2 separate regions of the Arachis hypogaea genome follow, and region 1 is linked to region 2. The links are chromatin contacts, called in public Hi-C maps. All regions are on one chromosome and are shown on one strand. Each heading gives the region's core, a stretch centred on a gene start, on an enhancer-like site or on the middle of the called end of the contact. The rest is flanking DNA. Distances are from core to core; before and after follow the strand shown. Region 1 holds the start of LOC112754228. Region 2 holds the start of LOC140179723 (probable inactive ATP-dependent zinc metalloprotease FTSHI 2, chloroplastic).

Region 1 (6,080 bases), core at 3,033-5,532, 170 kb after region 2:
GAAACTTTAACATATATAATTGCTAGAAATCAAACTCAAACAATGGCATTGGCTGCGCTTGCAATCCTAGGCCATAGATCAGCACACTCCTTTCCAATTGGACCAGTGATAGCGGAACCTACAATAACAACAATGACAACAAATCAAAACCACAACCACAAATTCACTACACAAAGAACCGCTTATAAATTTAAAAACATGTAGAGAAAATAATGTAACATCATAATCCAATACAACAGCTAGTTCATTTTTCTTAAAGGAACAAGCTCACAAACATTTCTTCACCATTATTGTCAAATATCTTGTTAAAAGCAGAAAGGAAAAAAACTATTGAAATAATTTACCTTTCATTTCACCCTTGGGATTCACAATGACTCCAGCATTATCTGCACAATTCAAAAAACCCCAATCAAAAACCATTTTCCAAACATAAAAATAGTTAAGTTAGTACACAAATAAAATGCTAATCCTAATCAACAATAATCAGTAATAAAAAATAATAACCATAATCAGAGCCTAACCTATAATGATCTAACCAAAATCAAAGATGAATCCGCATTAAAGCTAAAAATAAAAGAATATAACATGACTGAAGCAAATAAAAGAATAAAGAAGCAAAGGGACTTTATTGTTATGACCTTCGAAGTACATGTAAACACCGTCCTTTCGGCGGAAGGGCTTGCGCTGGCGGACGATGACAGCTGGCAGCACCTTCTTACGGAGATCAGGCTTCCCCTTCTTGACGGTGGCCATCACCATGTCGCCGACGCAAGCGGAAGGCAAACGATTAAGGCGGCCCTTGATCCCCTTAACGGAGATGATGTAGAGGTTCTTGGCACCAGTATTGTCGGCGCAGTTCACCGTAGCCGCCACCGGAAGACCCAGCGACATCCTGAACTTGTTACCCGCATTTCCACCGCGACCTGAACAGAAATCGAACAACAAAATACAAAAGAATCAAATTGTGAATTAGTAGAAAAATGAAGGTTAGTTAGATTTAGGTATAGTTATCTTGGCGAATTAGAGAAGAATTGAATAAGTAGAGGAGAGGCACCTCTCTTGGACGCCATTGTTGGTTCTCTATAGATCACAAACACAAACCCTAATTTTGTGTCTTTCTGCTGTTTATATATGCCACTCTCAGACTCTAACTAGGGTTTATGGAGTAGTATGGGCCCCCAACAGGCAGGCGCATTGAATACCTCTTTTTGTTTTTGTCCAAAAAAAAAAAAAATAAATTTCTCATCAAAGACTTGCTAAGGTAAGTAACTAGGGGTGAGCACGGGTAGCGGGTACCCGATTACCTGTCCGAACTCGAACCGAACCAATTAAATTGGTTCTAAAATTAATGGGTAATTGGGTCAAATCCGAACCAAACCGATGATTTTTATTAGTGATTGGTTCGGGTATCGATTTTGCGGGTGCGGAATCTGAACCAACCCGCGAACCCAATCATATATTAATTAAATAAAAAAAATAAAAAAATGTATATGGTTTTTTCACAATGATTATACATTATTAATATGTTTGGATTTTAATGAGTTTAGTTTTTAATGTATTTGGTGTTTAATATGTTTGAATTATTTCTATTGATGTTACATATTTATTGTACTTGTTGAATTTTTAAGATAAAAATTTGGTTTTTTTATGAATTTCAAAGTCATCGGATACCCAATTACCCGAACCGAACCAATCCGATCTTAATCAGTTTGGTTTGGTTCGGGTACATGTACAAAAAAATGTAAATCCAAACTAAACCGAACCAATTACATTTTGATCGATTCGATTCTAATTTTACCATAAATTCGAACCAAACCGACCCGTACTCACCCCTCTAAATAACCTCGCCCGGCTCCAGAAATTTTTTTTAATGACTAGCTCCAGAAGTTTTAATAGATCCAAAAAGAAATATTGAAATTTTAAATCGCGACTTTGCCACTTTTTTTATTTAAATAAAATAAAAAAATTAATATTACTAAATTCTCGTAAACCAAATTTAAAATTGATTTTGTAAAATTAATTTTAATCAAAAGTGAGTTAGTATTAACGTAGTTTATATTTAATAATTTTTATTTAAAATAGATTATAATAAATTAAATATTGTTTAGATTACATTTTTTAAAATTATTTTTAGATAAAAATTATAAAAAATGACATAAATTTAAATAATTATTTTATGTTATTTTATAATTTTATTTTAGATATTTAAATAAATTTTAATTTTTTTTAGTATTCTCAGTCCTCTTTAATACTCTATTAAAATTAATAGAATCATAATACAAAATAAAAAATGTTCCATATAAAAAAGAAATAACAATAACGATAAAAAAAAAGAATTTTATAAAAATAATAATATGGGTGAGAGTATTGGAAAAAAAACATTATACATATTCAAAAAAAATAATAAAAAAACTAATTTTTAATATTTATATGATATTTTTTAATAAAAAATTATATTAATTTAAATAAAAAAATTAGTTAGCCCTTGTATATAGTATATACACACGCATTTTCATAATAAGTGATTAAGTGTCTTATATTAAAAGAAAATATATTTTAATTTTTTTTTGTGTTAAAAAATTAATAATAAATATTTAACACATTTAAGAATAAATGTTACATGTCTAATTACTTGTATAAATATTATTTAATCTAACTAAAATAAAATGCAACTTGAAATGGTCAAAAATTAATATTATTTTAAACATCATTAGTTTTAAATGATTTTTTTTTCAACCAAATCTCCAATAAGTATTTATTTTTCAACTTTTAAAAACCAGTACTTTTTGGTAAATAAGTCTTTGGTCTTTCTTCTATCAATAGTGTAGTATTTTTTTGTATAGTTATAATTTATATTATATTTTTTAAAACTTTATGTATGTGTTATTTTTGCAAAATTTCGTTATTTTAAAAATTTGTGTTCTTTTTACAATTTTTCAATGAATTAGCTTAAAATTTAATAAAAAATAAGTGACAAAAAAAATTTAAAAATTTTGTATAAGACTTAAATAAAAAAATACAATATTTTTCTTTATCAAATTAAAGAAATTATACTTATTTAAGTTTATCTTACATTATTCTCTGTCTCTTTTATGTTTACAAATTTTGTTTAAAATAGATTAGCTTAAAATTTTGTTTAAAATGGATTAGCTTAAAATTTAACCAAAAAAATAGGTTAAAAAAAAATTATAAACACTATAAACCATGTTAAGGTATTATGAGCTATCTCATTTGCACGTAAATTGTGGTAGGATACTGTGAGTTACTCTTTTGCACATAAATCGTGTTATCTTACATTGCTTTAGATGAAAAACATTATAAACCATGCTTCCTTGGACGAGTTATATTCAATTTGAAAAGATCAAAGCACTAGAATAATTTATGTGCATTTCTAAAATAAATTTAATGCATAAATCGTCCTAGGATGCGATGATTTACATATTATCAAAAGTAAAGCCTTGAGACGATTTATATATTAATAGAGATGGGAGATTCACGTTTTGAAATATTTAAATGAAATATTTTTTATAGAACTAAGGAGAATGGTAAATAAATGTATTAATGCATCCACAGTTGATTTTGTGTCTTTGGATCTTATACTTGTTCTCCAAATTATTGACCTTGTTCTTGTACTACGGTCATGTAGGACATTCCATTAATTATTTTTTATCTCAGGTGGGACTAAATTGAAATTAAATGAAACCTTAAAGACCAAAACAGGATTACGTCCAAACATAGAAAACTAATTTAGTACTTTACCCATAATATATTTATCCAAGGCATGAACGGAGGTATTTGTAGCTTGTATAAGAACAGTATCCAGACAATCCATTTCACAAATAACATCACAAAGACCTATCTCCCAAACCATAGTCAAATCCCGCCAAATAGCAAAAAGTTCCCCTTTAAGAACTAAACTAAATGAAAGAGGACCAACACAACATTTCACCCACTCGCCAACTGAGTTTCTGATGATACAACCAAAACCCGATGAACCAATATCTTGAGTTAAGTTTTAAAGTAGTCCTGAAGTTGCATTCGAGCCTCATAGTAGTCTCTGAACTTAAAAATTACCCATATTCATCTCTAAGGTTGTACTCCGAGACTCAGACTCGTCCTTCCGGCACATTCCATCCATCTGGCACTACCGGAAAGCTGAGTTGGCCTCCTTCATGACACGTTGGCCAAAAAATGACTAGCTAACGTGACAGAGTAAACTGTTCTGATTCAATTTAGTCCCTCAATTCAAGTTAAAAATCATAATCCCCAATTTTAAAGAACCATCTCCACAATGCTCACACTCTTCTCTTCTCTTCGGTTTTACAGTCAACAGACTGCTGAAGATATAGCTTTGTTGGCTTACAATCGTGCTCTTCCAAGCCACGTTTTTTTAATCACTTATCTGATAATTATAGTGTTTGTGGCAGAATTCGATGAAATGTTTCTTACAGTTATGAACTAATGTATTATGCATTTACTTGTTGGTGATTAGGATCCCCTGTTGTTGGTGTGGGATTCACTGGTTCTTTGGCTACCACTCGTTCTAAACTTGGAGAGCACAGGTATTATCTAGTTTTATATACCATCTACAAAAGTCTTATCAACATCACTATATCTGTATGCACCTCCTGAATGGTTCTTTTATCTTGTTTATGCCAATAAACTGAATTATGCAACACACAACCTACTGTAATAGTGTAATGAAACTAACCCAGAAGAGAAGCTGCTGGAACCTTTTGGAAGCAATTGAATATTGAAGTTTAGTTCTCACTTTTCAAGCCAGTAGTAGACTGCACAAGTTCAACAATATGCAAAATACTATTATCTACTACAACAGAAATTAGTTAATAAAGCACCAACTTGGTTTGATATTAACACATGAACAATGATACAAAGTTTATGTTCTACCACATTAGGCTTATTATTAGACCACTTTAGCTTGCTATCACCTAACTGGAGGACTAGTACCATCTGAACTCCGCCTTTTATGTTCATTTCTAGATTTTATATGTCGACAAGAACCGCTGACCGACTTTGGATTTCAGGAGTGACCCTTACTAAGGTATTGTTACCTATACCCTCATCTTTGTTCTCTATGATGGGTCTTAACATAATATAAACATGTGATAATCACGTGGTTCAAGTGCTGATTTAGATTGATTCACTTTGCAAACTTTCTAATTTAGGGACTTCATACTAGAGAAGAAGAGGAGGACAGAGTTTCCAGTCAACTTTTGCTCAAGGTGTGTTACAGGTGTGAAGAAAAGTTGTCATTTTTATTGTTATTTATTTGCAGTTATGAGTTGTTTATTTTCTTTTATTCATTTTTATTGTTCTTACTTTTTGAGGTTATGCATAAGAATTTTGGTGTCTAGATTTGTCTTAATTTTTTTTAGTCGGTTTTTTTAATCTTCTGTTTTGTTTCTAGGCTATTGCAAAGGGGAGTGGATCCTCTCCAATGAAAAAAAAAAAAATTGAATGGTGTGCAGTATTTAATCTAACCATTCATTACTCTCTCTCTCTCTTATTTATTTTTGGTCTCACTTATAGAATCAAAGGTGAAATATCCATACTGGATTCTGTCAAGTGTTAAAAAAACTGAAAGAGGATCCATTTCCATTTCAAAGGCATGCAAAGTTCCAACGACCTCTATCCTTGATTTCAGTGAATCAGTTGTAACTGAAGAATGTGAAAAGCAATTCAATGAAGAGCAAGAGTTAGAACAACTTTGTCAAATAGGCTTTAAAATCTATCCATTTTCAAGTGGTACGGTTAAATGTTTCAGGTGTACCAACATTAATGCAGTTACAATTATATTCACCTTTTATTGGTTATTTTTTTAATCTTTTGCTTTCAGAGATACCAGCAGAAAGAAAAATAATTCTACCCGGTTCTTTTAATCTATTACACGAAGGGCATTTGAAGCTCATGGAAGTTGCTAGTTGGTAGATACACTCTTTCTATTCATAAAAAATGCTCTTTTTTTTTTATTTAGGGGCTTATAATGGTATCCAATTCAAAAAATGACGTAGTAAGAGTACTTATATGCAGCATTTGTGGTGATGGCTATCCATGCTTTG
Region 2 (5,825 bases), core at 1,515-4,014:
AAGTCAATCAAACAAATGAAATGCAATAAGACATTCCAGCTTGTATTTCTCTTTAAAAGAATAAGGAACACATATTACAAATTTATAATAATCCTATCACAACCCACATACGATGGACCATATATTTATATTTAGCCCTTATATTTATTATATATAGAAACAGGAACCCACTTAACTATTTTCAAGTTGAATTCCACGTGTCAGAAAATGTTTGGATTAATACCTCCAGATTCTGTCATTTGAAAGTTGACTTTGTCGTGGTGACAAATTCATCAAGGTGGCAGAGTTGAACGGTTTACATCTCCATAATCAAGTTTCGCATAAAATGTCCAGTCTTACTAGAACTTGAATTTATCTTTGTCCCATGTTGACTGTAAACATTGTAGGACTTGGTGATTTCTTGTTCTGCATACTTTATTTATTTGAATGATAAACACTTAAACAGCAATGTTTTATATAAACCTATGACTCATGTTACAAAGGTATTAATATTATTTGCTTAAAGTGAAAGAAATTAAAAAACCAGGATCAGATTCCACTGCCTTAACATTCAACCTCGGTACCTCATGCAGAGAAAACTATTGCTAAAAGTATCATAGCAAAGTCAATGGAATAAAATTCAAAGACCAGATAATTAAATTGCAACCTATACATATTTGACAAGTTTGAGTTTAGAGAATACAAATAGACAAGAGGTTTGAGCTACATACCAGAGTATTTGTTGGCACTCGGCACTGACATTTCCCAATTAAATCTGCAAAAGCAAATCCTATAGTCCAATTAAAAAATTTTCATTAGGAAATCAAATGGAAATCAACACAGATTTCAGTATGCTACAGGAATAAGGTACAATAAATATGACTATAAAGTAAACTAGTCTCAAAACTGGTTGTGGCATTTCTTAAGAGTTGCTCTTTAAAGCTGTCTGATTTTCATCATTACGAAGTTGTTGGAATTTTCTGTGCTTGGCAGCTCTAAGGTCAAGAATGCTGGGAGGTATTGGTTTTATGGAGCCATGCAAGTACACCAGATGAAAGAAATCTTGAGAGAGAGAACCCATACGTTTATTCGGTCTGCCACCCAGAAATTGGTAATTCCATGGTGCTTCTCTGAAAGCCCACCAAGAACAAATATCCTTGCTGCAGACCTCGCTTTGTCTGCAGTTTCGGCCCATATCGTACTCAACTGAAATATTGTAAAACAAGTTAAAACAGCAACCAAAAAGAACCAATGAAGCAAATAAAAAGGAGTGAGGAAACTTAAGGAAAGCAAGTGGAAATTTTATCTTATTTGATCACTCCCAAACCAAATTTCATCAGCTGCACGGGAAGCTAGTTGAACGGTAATATGATCTAGGACAGATTATTGACTGCATGACATTAGTAGTTACAAATTAGAGAAACAATGAAAGGCTCTAAACACAATTCTGTAAAAGTGCAATGTAATGCAGTTTAATTGGTCTAAGCAAAGAATCCATACGTGAGCATTCCTTCGTTAAATTTGATAGGATCCATCTTCACCCGCACATAACCTAATTCCCTACCAGCTCTGGGAGCAATTGTGACCTGCATCAAAAGCAACATAAAGCTAAAATGTCAATTTTTTCTACCAACAATCAATCAGATAAGGTGAGATTATGTCAATTACAAAGTGGATATAGTGTAAATTCCATACAAACTCGATATTTTTAAGATCAGGGAAGTTCACAGCTATGACAACCATTGCAGCCTCATTAATAGCTACTTGCTTCCAAGTCTCCATGCTTCTCTCCTTTTTATCCAGCATTCCTCTTTCTTCCATTTGTGCAGCTTGTAACAAGTCATCAGTAGTAATCTGCCACAATGAAAAGTAGTAAATAAAAGTATGCAAGCTACAATTGGTGGTCTGAGTATTAAATCCTTTTCAATAGGAGATATTACCTCAGTCCTTGAATCCCGCATCATGTTGATGGCAGCAACCTCAACTATGTTAGCTAACTCTGCACCGACTATGCCATCATTCCTCCTAGCAACAGCAAAATAGTCCACATCTTCTGCCATTGGATTTTTATGAGCATGGACCTATCAAAGTATCACAAGGGAAAGGAAGAAGATTAGTCAAAAATCACAATGGCCAAGTTTTGAAAGGATAACCATAAACAGTATTGTATACTTGAGAAAATTGAAGCCTGAAGTTGAAAACCACAGATGTAACATAGTAGAGGAGGAGCAGGTCTGATGTTTAGAGTTTCAACGATTTGTTTAGGGAGATATTTGTTGAGTAGATTTAAATTCCATTCACTTAAGTTATTTACAAATTGTATTGCTGAGAGATTTTTCTCTGTATCTGAAACTGTTACTATTGCAAGCTTTATAAGCTTCCATCTCCTTTCATCCACTCATCCTTCCAAAAGATAATTTGCTCCCCAATGTCTAAGGCCTACCCAATTTTCTCATCCAATTTCCTTTGTATTTAGCAAGTTTCTTTCATAGAGCTGAGTTCGATCTTTTGCTGACCATATCCTACCTTAATGGCTCCCCTTTATTGTACTTATGAAAAAAGACTTGAACCTATAATGATTTAGTCTCCATCCTTAGTCTCTAGTGAATTTTTAGGAGGAAAGCTTCATTAACAACTTGTAATTTTCTGCACCCCAGTCGTCCTTGTTCTTTGGGGAGGCATAATGTTTTCCAACTGATGTGAAGAAATTTTCTCTGCTCTTACATTTCTCTCCATATGAATTTTTGCTGTAATTTCTCTATCTCCTTGCAAATCCCGTTATGCACCTTGGAATGTTGCATTTCAAAGTTCACTATAGAACTCAAGACTGATTTGGCTAGGGTAACTCTCCCAACCAATGAAAGGCATTGAGCTTTCCACCCTTGCAATTTCTTTGACTCGATCCAAAACATTTTTGAACTTTTCTTGCCCTTCCTTTGGTTTGTGAGTTTGACTCCTAGGTATCTCCTTAGACATTGCTGCTCTTGAAAATGGCATTTTCTTTTAATAGTTTTCCTTTATTTTCTTTTGACATTGTTCGAGAAAACAATGGTGATTTTTGGCCTCGCTAATTTTTAGTCCTGATGCACTGCAAAATCAATCTATAGTTCTCTCTATGTTCTCCATCTGTTCCATGTTAACCTCCGTAAAATCAATTAATCATCAGCGAAAAGGAGGTGTAAAATGGCTAGTCTATTCTGACCAACTCTGATAGGCTTCCATCTTAGCTCCTCCACGCTGTCCTTTATAGCTTGAAAGAGCTTGTCCATAACTATGACAAAGAGGTAAGGGGATATTGGTTCCTCTTGTCTAATATCTCTTGAAGGAGTAAAATCATTTGTTTTTGTTCCATTCCAAAGAACATTATAAGTGACTATAGAGATACAAGTCATAAGGATCTTGCTGAGATAGTCTAGAATCCCAAACTCTTTAAGACAATCCTGAAAAAACTCTCATCTTAGACTATCATATGCTTTTTTGAAATCGTATTTTATTGCCATAAAACCTCTTTTTTCCTGACTTTCTTCGTTATATGTGTGATCTCTTTTGCAATAAGAATGTTATCTTGGATTCTTCGACTAGGTACAAAACTAGATTGATAAGGGATGATCCGGTTCTCTAAAGCTAGCTTTATTCTTTCTACTAAGATTTGAGTCATGCATTTGTAGCAAACATTGCACAATGCAATAGGACAAAATTGAGATATGTGCTCTGGCATCTATATTTTGGGTATGAGGGCGATCAAAGTCTTATTTATATGTTCAATCAGATTAGGATCCAACCAAACTTTTCTCATTAGTGAATAACACTCCCTTTAATAGTCTTCCAGTTATCTTTGTAGAACAAGGACAGAAACCCATTTGGCCTAGGATCCTTTAGGGAATCTATGTTGAATTTGGCTCGCTTAATCCCACTCTCTATTGGAATGGTAGAGCTAATATATTTTTCTGCATTGATAGGAGGGTATTGTTGCGTGTGTTGATTTAATCATAGATGCTTCCCTCTTCCTCATAGAGATTGTTGTAAAATTCTACTCTATGTTTCGCTAATTCTGCTTCATCTTCTATCCACTCTCCCAAGAGGCCTTTCAACTTTATAATGCAATTCTTTCTTCTTGTAGTGATTGTTTTGGTGTGCTAATATCAAGTACTCCGATCTTCCTTAACAATTCAAACCTTTCGAGGCTTTTGCATCCACATAACCTCCTCCTTGTTTAAGATTTTCTGTAACTCCTTATTAAGGTTCTTCTCTAGTTTGTCAAGATGGCGATTTGAACCATAGTTGGGTGATCTTTATATTTATCCTATTTTGTTTAGAAGCCTAATTTTAGTCTTTTCGATGTGGCTAAAAACGTCTCTATTCCACTTTAAGAGCTTGCTAGCAACATCCTTTAAGGTTGGTCCCAATTGGCCCTGATCATTCTAGTTCATCTTGACAAAAAGTTTCAAACTCAAGGTGGATACTCCACATTGTTTCATGCTTTTTTTTTTTGGACTTGGTGAGAACCGCGCAACCCGAGAGGAACCAAACCCAATACCCACCCAAACCCGCTCTCCCTCAAACAAATTATGTCTCCCTGTTAGCTTTGATCATTTTCAAATTGTGCCCCCCATGCAACTATGCCCAATTCCATTCAATTTTCAATATGTGCTTCCCGCATCAACTACGCTCACTCCCCAAATTCTTTCATTCTCTTTCTATAGCTGATTCCGAAATGGTACCAATGGTGAATCAATGCTACTTTGGCTACTGCTGTGCAAGATGAAGGAGATGGCTCGCCTGTCAGGGAGAAGGATGCAATTCCAAAAGTGATGCATTGCTTTGGTTAGGTACAAGGATTCTCAGGTTCCAATGACAATCTAATCCCACGGATGAGCATTACAGGCTCATGGCTGCGAGTTCCATCCTTGATTACAGAACGATGCGACTGGAGAACTTTGTTTCCAACTCTGGTCTTTGGCTTTTGAACCCATCGCTGGGTTGCACTCAAAAGGATTGGACGGGACTAAAATGGGGGATCCCCGACCTCTCCTTTTTGATAATGTCTGCTACCTGAGCTTGGGGATTAGTAGTCCATGAATTGAGAAGCTGGTTCTGGTAATTTAACTGTGCCAATGTGTGCGCCAGCTTGTTTCTGTCACGAGGCATCCAGGTAAAACCGCAATTTGACCTTTTTTCTTTGGATTGTTCTGATGTCCTGGATTATTGGGTCTACCTCCCAGATTATACTTCCTGTTTTGAGAGTTTGAACTAGCACTTGATTGTTTGATTTAATGGTAACCTTTTGAATTCCTAGGTTATTGGCCAGGATTATAGCTTCTCTAATCGCTTGTGCTTCTGCTGACAACGTTGATTGAGCTGTGATTTTGTTAACTGTTCTTCCTAGAACGTTTTCTTGGTGGTCTCTGATCACTGCAGCTGCTGCACCTGTTTTGGTTACGTTTGAGAAGACCGCATCTGTATTCAACTTGAGCCAGCTCTGTGGTAGAGGTCTCCATTTAACCGGTACTTTGCTTCTTGTGCCACATTGTTTCATACTTAAATGGCTATTCTCGTCTCCCCATAATTTGGTTCTTTTTTTGTCATGATTAATTTTTTTTTGTTTGGTTAAGATCATGATTTTAAAGTTTAAAACAAAGTCATAATCAAGGAGTAATTCTTCACCTATCAGTCCAAATTAATAAGGGCCCGTCTGGAAACTTTAGAAGTATTTTTTTTTAATTTTTGACTTATGAAAAGTACTAGTATTAATGTCTAGTGTAATTTTTAAAATCAAATTGCAACTTTTTAAGAAGTTATTTAGGAGTTTATAGAGAAGTTAAAAAAAAAATGACTTTTCTCATAAT

The links. A called contact is a pair of places that touch in the nucleus more often than the background predicts.
Region 1: a Hi-C map of an unstated tissue shows a contact between it and region 2, with 4 times the contacts expected there. The contact joins the promoter of LOC112754228 here to the promoter of LOC140179723 in region 2. A contact is called at or near these places in 3 of 8 Hi-C or Micro-C datasets (leaf and an unstated tissue).

The regions. Positions count from the first base shown.
Region 1 is chr16:28,320,021-28,326,100 of arahy.Tifrunner.gnm2.J5K5, forward strand. LOC112754228 reads left to right here and starts at 4,283. Exons shown (of 6, transcript XM_072220147.1): 1 at 4,283-4,562; 2 at 5,002-5,062; 3 at 5,187-5,254; 4 at 5,666-5,766; 5 at 5,858-5,945; 6 at 6,052-6,080. The coding sequence starts at 5,009. LOC112758772 (large ribosomal subunit protein uL14x/uL14z/uL14y) reads right to left here and starts at 1,220. Exons shown (of 4, transcript XM_025807515.3): 1 at 1,055-1,220; 2 at 639-923; 3 at 345-386; 4 at 1-118. The coding sequence starts at 1,070. The coding sequence ends at 36.
Region 2 is chr16:28,151,074-28,156,898 of arahy.Tifrunner.gnm2.J5K5, forward strand. LOC140179723 (probable inactive ATP-dependent zinc metalloprotease FTSHI 2, chloroplastic) reads right to left here and starts at 2,765. Exons shown (of 6, transcript XR_011873545.1): 1 at 2,152-2,765; 2 at 1,920-2,060; 3 at 1,675-1,833; 4 at 1,063-1,565; 5 at 711-754; 6 at 1-371.